Regions from separate parts of the Gasterosteus aculeatus genome. Here all the other regions are linked to region 2. The links are chromatin contacts, called in public Hi-C maps. All regions are on one chromosome and are shown on one strand. The core of a region is the stretch at or near the end of the contact, and the rest is flanking DNA. Distances in the headings are between cores, read along the strand shown. Region 1 overlaps LOC144383794 (a long non-coding RNA gene). Region 2 holds the start of tle3a (TLE family member 3, transcriptional corepressor a). Region 3 has its middle 11 kb from the start of morf4l1.

The links. Hi-C and Micro-C count contacts between places; a contact is called where the count stands out from the background.
Region 1: a Hi-C map of skeletal muscle shows a contact between it and region 2, with 4 times the contacts expected there. The contact joins the enhancer-like site here to the promoter of tle3a in region 2. A contact is called at or near these places in 3 of 6 Hi-C or Micro-C datasets (skeletal muscle and tail fin).
Region 3: a contact with region 2 is called in a Hi-C map of skeletal muscle, with 2.9 times the contacts expected there. The contact joins the enhancer-like site here to the promoter of tle3a in region 2. A contact is called at or near these places in 2 of 6 Hi-C or Micro-C datasets (skeletal muscle and tail fin).

The regions. Positions count from the first base shown.
Region 1 is chrX:19,080,825-19,083,776 of fGasAcu3.hap1.1, forward strand. LOC144383794 (a long non-coding RNA gene) reads left to right here. Exons shown (of 2, transcript XR_013451241.1): 2 at 1-443. Among protein-coding and RNA genes, the nearest start is that of LOC144383794, 5.8 kb to the left of the region's middle. Within about 2 kb of position 1,252, at least 4 of the 9 cell types and tissues checked have open chromatin away from gene starts, as enhancers often do.
Region 2 is chrX:19,129,843-19,132,730 of fGasAcu3.hap1.1, forward strand. tle3a (TLE family member 3, transcriptional corepressor a) reads right to left here and starts at 1,589. Exons shown (of 21, transcript XM_040163321.2): 1 at 1,091-1,589; 2 at 344-508. The coding sequence starts at 367.
Region 3 is chrX:19,164,077-19,166,777 of fGasAcu3.hap1.1, forward strand. No RefSeq gene overlaps it. Among protein-coding and RNA genes, the nearest start is that of morf4l1, 11 kb to the right of the region's middle. Within about 2 kb of position 1,450, at least 4 of the 9 cell types and tissues checked have open chromatin away from gene starts, as enhancers often do.

The DNA.
Region 1 (2,952 bases), core at 2-2,501, 49 kb before region 2:
GGAAGCAGCGGGACTGCAGCTATACATAATCCGCTCAGCTCACACCACTCGCACAGCGTTTGCATTTCTTAACCCAGAATTCATTCTGTAGGTTTACTTCAGCGTTGGTTTTAAGCATAGTGGAAAGCAGAGATCTATGGCTTAGCTGCTGGATCAACACGAACAAAGCAATAACGTGACCTTAGCTACAAGCGGGAGAGCAAGCCGGTTAATTAGCTCGTACTACATTATCCAAACAAGACCTTCAGAGAGAAGACATAATTAAAAAATAAGAAGCTTCTGGGTGGTAAATTAATACATGCATTTTGGTTTCACGTAGACACCAGTTATTACAGTCACTATGTAACATAATCAGAAATGACTTGTGTCTACTTCTGCTGTATAGTACGGTTATCTATGAAAACTCTCAAATTAAAAAGATAATATGTCATCCACCTGCCTAACTCGTGTCCCGTGTGCTTCACTCAACACTCGCGCTGCCTCTAAATCATCCTCCGCAATTGATGTACGCACTTGTAAATCCGCCGTCGAAGGTCACGCGGAAGCATGGCAGAAATGGCATGTGCCGTTATGGCAGTACAATTCACACAATATTTATGACACAGGATGTTCCATCTGGAGCTGCTTCCTGTCTGCCCCCCCCCCCCCCCCAGGCAACCCCCAGAGGACAAGCTGCCTGGAGCTACAGCAGCACTTCTCTGGGACATCTGCTCTTCTCCTCTGGGTGTAATGCAATACAGTTGCCCCACAGCAGCGGAGCTCCACGCGCAGACATAACAGTCTGTCTCCAGACAAGTAGACAGGACATTATGTTTGGTAATTCCATTATTTCATGTCTTCAGGTGGAAGAATTGGCCAATTAAAGCTATGGTTGGTAACTGTAAGAACTTTATCGCATTTGCGCTAACGGTCACTTCATCATTACAGGGTCATGAGACAGATAATCTGTGAAAAGTGTTCATTTTATCGTCATGTGGAAGATTCCGCTGGACCCAAAGATAAAACAACCATTCAGAGCCAAGAAATCGGAAGTGAAACATCAGTTTATTTGTGCTATCGTGAGTGTGTGTCTGCAGACAAAACTCTGGGTAAAGACACCTGTCCATTCGTCAGGATCATTTTTTTTAATACTCATTTGTGTGATCCGGAGGCCTCGTTATCAGATGGTAAAGGCAGGCGTGGCCTGAGTGAGCCGACGGTAACAAGGCAGCAGCCCCGATTTAACTGCTGTTAGTCATAGATCGCCATGACAGCGGCTCTCATTATCACCACCTGAATATGCATGGCATGGTTGTCGGAGCGACGCAGCCACAGGGGACTGCCACACACCATCACCTCAATTCGGACGAGAAATGAGATGTCTGATCACTCGCGCCAAATCTGATAGAAGAACAGAAATTTCGGCTCCGGCTCCTTGAAACGCAGATGCCTTGTTACTGTGCAAATTAAAAGGCAAAAGCACTCAGTCGAACATACTTCCCCGTTTCCCTTTTAAACACGGAGGAGACAGGTGAGATTATGGTGTAATTTCAACATGACAACGTTTTAATCAGGGTTTATGCGATGGACAATGTCTGCGGCACCTTCCAGCCACTCGAATGAGACAAGCGTCTCATCCCTGTGTCCTTCTGTCAAGTGTTGCAGGCTTTCCAGTCCCCCCCCCCGCTCCCCTCTGCTCTGTGTGCTGGGGGCTCTCCAGGACTGCAGGTGCACAGCCGGTCTGCCCACTACAGGTGGGCCCAAGAGAGAGAGAGAGAGAGCTCATATCTCACCCTCTTCTTGGCTCATTAAAACCTTCAGCTGTTCCTCTCCCTCCTCCCTCCATCACCCCCCCCCCCCCCCCCCCCCCTCCTCCTCCAGTCTCACACGGCTGCTCACACCACGCTGATCACACCAATCAAGCTTTGATTTACAGTATTTACACCATCGTCCTGTTCCCATTGTGGCTACCAGGGAATCTGAAGAGCGGCCCTCCCCTCTCTGCCCTCGGCGCAGCCAGCGTCCTGCTCCACGTGGGCCAATCAGTGGTGGTGGGTGGAGTGCCAAGCCACAGAGCCCTTCTTCCCGTTGGCAGCCTTCCCTGTGGTGGCTCTGATTGCAGCGCAGTGTTAACAACACGTGACCTGGCCCCACAGCCCACAGTAATTGAGGTTACATCCCAGGCAATACCTTGATGAATAATTAAAAGGCCAGAAACAGAACTCAGAGTGACTTAGCCAGCGCCCTGGGGTCTAATAACGTGCTTGGACTGTATTAGGTAATCTATCCACTGGTGCCAGTTAGTAACACACACACACATAAACGTGTATAAGCTCACAATGGGCCCAGATAAAGGCCACTTGACAGCATTAGCCGTTGTCAGAGTGCTATAGTCACGGCACTGCGGGAACAACACATGGATGCAGCTATTTCATGGTAACGTGGAATAAAATATAGCAAAAATACATGTTATTCAAAGATGAGAACTGTGTAATGATGACAAGCTTAGACTTTTTCCAGGCTTTTGCGTGTGTAAAAGGAACCTTGTGACCTTGAACACACTGAAACCTGAGTGTGGAAACGCTAGCCCCATTTATAAATTGCCGTTAAGCCTCCCAAGCTGATAAAGATGTACCTCCATTCCAACAACAGCCGTTAAAGCCACTAGCGAGGTCACTCGCACTGTGCTTAAATATGACTTGTTTTACGGACTGCGAGTATAAGATTAGAAACGGCACGTCTCGCTGAGACATGTGGAGGCAAACACAGAAAGAAGAAAGAGCTTGTTAAAATGCATAGAAACATGCCTAGAAATAATATGAAATTGCAATATCAGAGATATTACAGAGCCACACAAGTAATGGTAAGATGGCAAACTCCGGATAACAATCGCGTCGTGCTGCAAAAGACGTGTGCGGGAGTACGGAAGGGCACGCTCATTAAAAACCTCAATGAGCGATTTGATTAGGGGAG
Region 2 (2,888 bases), core at 339-2,838:
AAGCTAATAACACAACATGAATAGGCTTTCACACCGAGAAGGAAATCTAATCTGAAAATGGATTCAAACCACCACCTGTCCCCGTACTCAGCGGTGTCATATCATATGTTGGTGTATGGCTGAGTAAATATCTCCAGGCATGCGAACCATCTGCATCCATTTACCACTAAGTGCATGTTCTGGTGTAGCATGAATGCATTGTGATATAACCATATAGATTTTATGAGTTGCATTGGAGGTGTGTGTGGGGGGGGGGGGGGGGCAAGTCAGGAAACATGTCAACATCAGAGTTGTCAGACAGATATGGAAGCTGCAGTAAGTGCACAGAGGAAGAGCTGCTTACCGGATGTCGGCCCTGTGGATACATCTTGAAATGTATCCTTTGTTTATCTCTCCAGCGTGCGCGTCCTTTGGCAAAACGGTTGAAATGTGCTCACAGCCACACCGGTCTCAGCAGGCACCGGGGGGGGGGGGGCGTGGGAGGGAGGGGGGGACTGGGAAATTAACTCTGTTGAAAAATGAAGCGGTTTAATCTTTAGACGAACAAAAAAACAACAACAACAACAAAAAGAAAATGAAAAAGCCAACAACAGAATCCAGAGCACGTTGGTCGCTAATAAGTAGTCAGAACACCGAACTCGTTCCGGTTGGAAGCAGTTGGAGCCGCGTCTCAAAAGCGCCGCTGCGCTTTCTCGGTGACCTTATCCGGGCAGTGGTCAAGCGATATACTACACAAATATAAATGGCTTTACAATTTAAAAGTACTAAAACACACAACATAGACTAAAGAAACGCGCTCACGTCGTTCGTCTTTCTTTTCTTTTCTTTTTTTTTTCTTTTCTTTTTTACAAACGCTCGCGTTTGGTTCGTTTGTCTCGGACTCTTAATCCGGACTGATGGTCGTCAAACGGCACGAAACCCCGCGCTAGGACGCCTCCGGTCCGGCTTCCACCGATTTTCACTCCGCCGACACTCGGTGAGGACGGTGCGCTGTTGAGCGTTCACACGCCCCGGGATAAAAAATTAAAAAAAAACCTATAATACTAATAAACTGGAATAAAGAAATCAAGCGCTCTGCTTTAATACATACCTGTGCGTGCGTCTTAACAGTCACTCCGACTTTTGTTCCAGAATCAAAAGAAGAAAAAAACAAAGTAGGCTATAATTCATGCGCTTAATCCCTTTTAATGTAAGCGTGGTGGACGCGGATCTCGACAAGCATCCTCTCTCTCTCTCTATCGCGCGCGCGCTCTCTCTCTCTCTCTGACCGGGGGAGCAGTTGGGAGAAAATGTGGTGCGGTCGAGGCTCGATTAAACTACTTTATTCTCCACCGCGAACCTCAGAGGGATGCGCTCCTTTCGTGGCTGGTTAATCCCAAAATGAAGAAGAAAATAATTCCAAAAACCTGCCTCCCGACTCGAATACGTTGGCGATTCTTTAAAAGCGTAACATGGTTCTCTCCGCAATCTCGCATTTCCCCCAGTTGTCCAGTTTACCCCGGTTGCCACACACAGGCAGCAGTGCTGAACTGCCGTGAAAGCGTCTATCTGTCCAATCGGATTACTCGGAAGGAGTAAAAACCACATCTGCCTATCGGAGAGCGACGGCCCCCACGTGGGGTTCAGCGATACATGACATCATCCCGCGGATCCACAAGGCATCATCCCTCCGTCCCACCGTGTACAACAACAGCAGGCAGTGATGTGCCGACGATGATATCCATATTTGACAGAGACAACACAAATTCCACATCCGCAAATCATTAGGGGGTTATATTTTTGTTGATGCATTGGGGGGGGGGGGGGGGGGGGGGCGCGCCACCGCTACGGGGAGGAAGCTGCCGTTCTTGAATTGATATCAACATACAACATACAAGGAAAAGGAGGGGGAAATGGGAGCTTGTTTTTAATACATAGGTATAAAATGAGAAGCAATGCTACTGTGAAACACCGAAAGTAATGTCCCAAATCAGAAACACACACACACACATACATACATACACACACCGGGAATGACACAATAATGACCAATCGATCTACGATATCCACCCAAATAAAGCCATGGGGCCGACTCGACATTTTAGTTTAAAATATCTCGTGATTCTTGCATAACCACATCCGCACGCCAACCTATCAGCATTTGTGTAATGGTTACACTGCGGGGAAGAGAATAAATGATTGTCTTTGTCTGATACGAACATCAGCCATGTCTGAACGGAGCCTCTGCGCCTCGTTCTGAAGGTTCACTTCGGCCCCACGTGGGACTCCTCTGCGGCTTTAAGGCCCCTCGTCCAATGGCAGCGCGGCGCACTTACTCGCTGGCTTCCCATTGGTCCAGAGGCCTCCAGCCTGTCATTCTGCGAGCAGCGTTGTCAATCAATACCACGCGGGGTCAAGCGCTGACAAATGCCTGTGCTCCTCGGTCCTCTGCCTGTGAATAGAGCCTGGAATGGCTGCTTAATTAGCTTCGAATGGCTTTTCTCTCCAGTTCAAACAATCTGTTACCACCACGTGGTAATGAGAGCCTACATTAAACAAAGGAAAAAAGGAAGCATGCAAACAGTTGTAACATTACAACCTGTAGTTTTCCTTTACGTACGTGAAGGCTTCTTGTTTACCTTTATCGAAAAGGCCAAATGAACCTGTTCTAACACTAAACCTGAGTGTGATATTAATGTCGTGCTATATGCAAGGCGGAAAGTAGTGTTTCCACATTCAAACATCACGAATACGACACTTGTCTTAACACTTAAATGAGGAAAAACAACAGCCACATGGGTAAAAATAGACTTTTTATACTACACCAGTCTTTTAATATATAAAAGATGTCCAATTAGCAAGAAATCTAAAGTCTGGTTGCTGCAGGCAGTCTATTAATCATATAAAAA
Region 3 (2,701 bases), core at 200-2,699, 34 kb after region 2:
GTTTTTGAAATGTGGATTATATACCCGTTAATATTTGAAAATTAAGATATCTCCGCAAAATATGGCAGGTCCGCTTGTCTCAGCTGGGCTCGGGCCATGTCCCAATGGGGCGGGTCTAACAAGCAGTTAGCCAATCACTGATGAAGTTGTAATTTCAGCGTCCTAAAATGCATTGAGATTTGGGCTCGCCCTTCGCCGCCCTGCGCTGCGCTCTCGTCGGGGCGAGACCACCGGCAGTGTCCTTCAAGAAGACCCGACCCGAACTCGGTACGAGAGAAGAACTTTGCCGGAGAGGTAAAACAGCTGGACCCAGACCAGCCTGACCTCACAATCAGGCAACAACCGGCGTGAAAGGGAAGCCGACGCTTCTGTAAAGACTTCTACACCGACAGGTTTAGCTAGCTAGTTAGCTACATGCTAACGCCGTATATTGCCGCTGTTTGGAAGTGGAGGGCGGTTGACCGCAGCGATAAACTCCGTCACGTGGCCGTGTTTAAGTTAACATTGCACACAGGACTGCGGTTAGGACACACAATATTAGATTTTATACAAATATATTTATATTGGATATTTATAATGTTACGATATGGTAGTTATATCGCATTGTTCATTTTTATATTTTTGTTTGAATAAGATGTCCTTATTATTTTAAACTGTTGGAATAAATGTTAAATATTTAACTGCAAAGTAATAATTTGTGTTTGATACCCTTTTTTTGCATTGAATCATACTGGGATTTTTACTGAAACTGACTGGCTGGCCTTACCAAAAAAAAAAAAAATCCACCAGCCGCCACTGGGCAAACTGTCGGTTGTCAAAATAACGTTTTCAGCTTAGCGACTAACAGAAATTCAGGCAAGTTAATACCATGTTGGATTTCCCCCTCTTCCTGGCCGGAGGTACCCTTCCCCTCCACCAGCAGAGAGGATGTGAGAGAGTGGTTTCATTTAATGTCTAGTTAGTGGATTCTTTTCATCTCTGGGTTACAGCGGGTGCTGCAGGCCAAACACAGAAGGCCTGCTGTTGGAGAACAGCTTCACGATGACAGACCCACCAAGAATGTTGTCCTGACCGCCGTGTGTAACGCAGCACCAGAGTTTCCTTATTAAGGAGTGAAATCATTTCCAGCAAAATGGTCGGTGGCGCTGACAGCCCAGATTAATGCTCTCTGTAAAACAGGCAGAACAACAACTGCTCCTGCACGCATCGCGCAAACCAGTACGTTCGACTGAGGGGAAGCCTGCCAGCTCGACAAATTCATGCATATTTGGGTCTGTGAACATCTGCCAGCGCAAATAATTTATGCCGTTCTCTCAGTTAAGGGGCAATGAATCCCCTCTGAAAAGTTTTCTCCGACTTCGACAAGCACCACCCACCACCAACCCTCCCTTTCCCCTTCCTGGTGTGAAGTGGTGCAGACAACACGCTCCGACCGCAGACCGGGCTGAATGAGGAGGATCCCGAGGCGTGTGGGGAAAGTCCCAGGCACCACTTCTGTCCAACCGAGAGCCAACCGTTTCCTGTCCCTCCTCAGGCCTCGGGGGGGGGGGTCATATCCATGACATCCTGCGAGCTGCAGCATGAACGGAGCCTTGCCTTGGGTGGGATCTCCGACAGCGGCCCCAGACACGGAGCAGATATCTGCATGTAGACACGCTTCTACACCGGAGCGGGGAACATGTAATCAGCGCCGTGGAGGTGGATCAAAACGTTTGAGCGGGCTGACACTACAGCACTTCCGAAGGCTCTGTTGTTGTGTTCCAACACGATGGCATCCGGTGATTAAACATCCGAGGGGAGGCGCATTGATATTCCAAACGCCACCACCAACAGATGGTCTGTTAATCATTAATTGATCGTCTGCCATATTTCTGTTTTGATCTAGGCGACGCAATTCTGGGTTCATTTTGCTCCACTGGGTCATGTGCTGCTCGCTGATGATAGCGAGACTATTTATGAGCGTGGAAAGGAACCTATCATTTTCCCCTAAAATGACACACTGCTCTGTCTCTTCCTGCAGTCAACACACCCCATCGGACACAAAGCCAGCTCTTACTGCATTAAACCAGCTTACAAATTAAATAACAACCGTCAAAATATACTAATTAAATCTCATGAAAAACACCTGGAAATAAAAGAAAACGAAAGTAGCAATTTACTAAAGGAACACAATCCTTTGACTCACATAGTTGAAATCCAGGGGAGGAAAGCCCAGGTTAACTGTGCCAAGTGTGCGCTGTTGGTGTGTATCAAAGGCAAAACACTGTCGAGAAACCCCCCCGTCTCCCCCTGGTTACTCCACTCGTCTTCAGCCCTCTCCTCCAGAGCACCAGCAGGAGGTCAGCAGAAGCCCCACAAGGGAGCTGCTGTCAACAAGCAGCGCGGATAGTTGGAGCACCGAGGGCAGCGGCGCGGCGCGGCGAGGTCGGGAGCAATCACTCAACCACGAGCTGACCAACGGCACAGTTGGAAGAGACGTAACTGTCACGGTTCAGGCCTCCTAATGAGATATCAACGTTACGTTCCCGACAGCGGGACAAGTGTGCGGCTGCCTGTCCTGTTGAGGGGAATTAACTTTCATTCACTAATGTGTATCAGAGAAAAGTTAATACCAATATGATAATTGTTTTATTAAATGCAAAAATGTTCATGAGGTTGGATACATTGCAGACTGAAATAATACCGTAGGGAAATAGTGCAG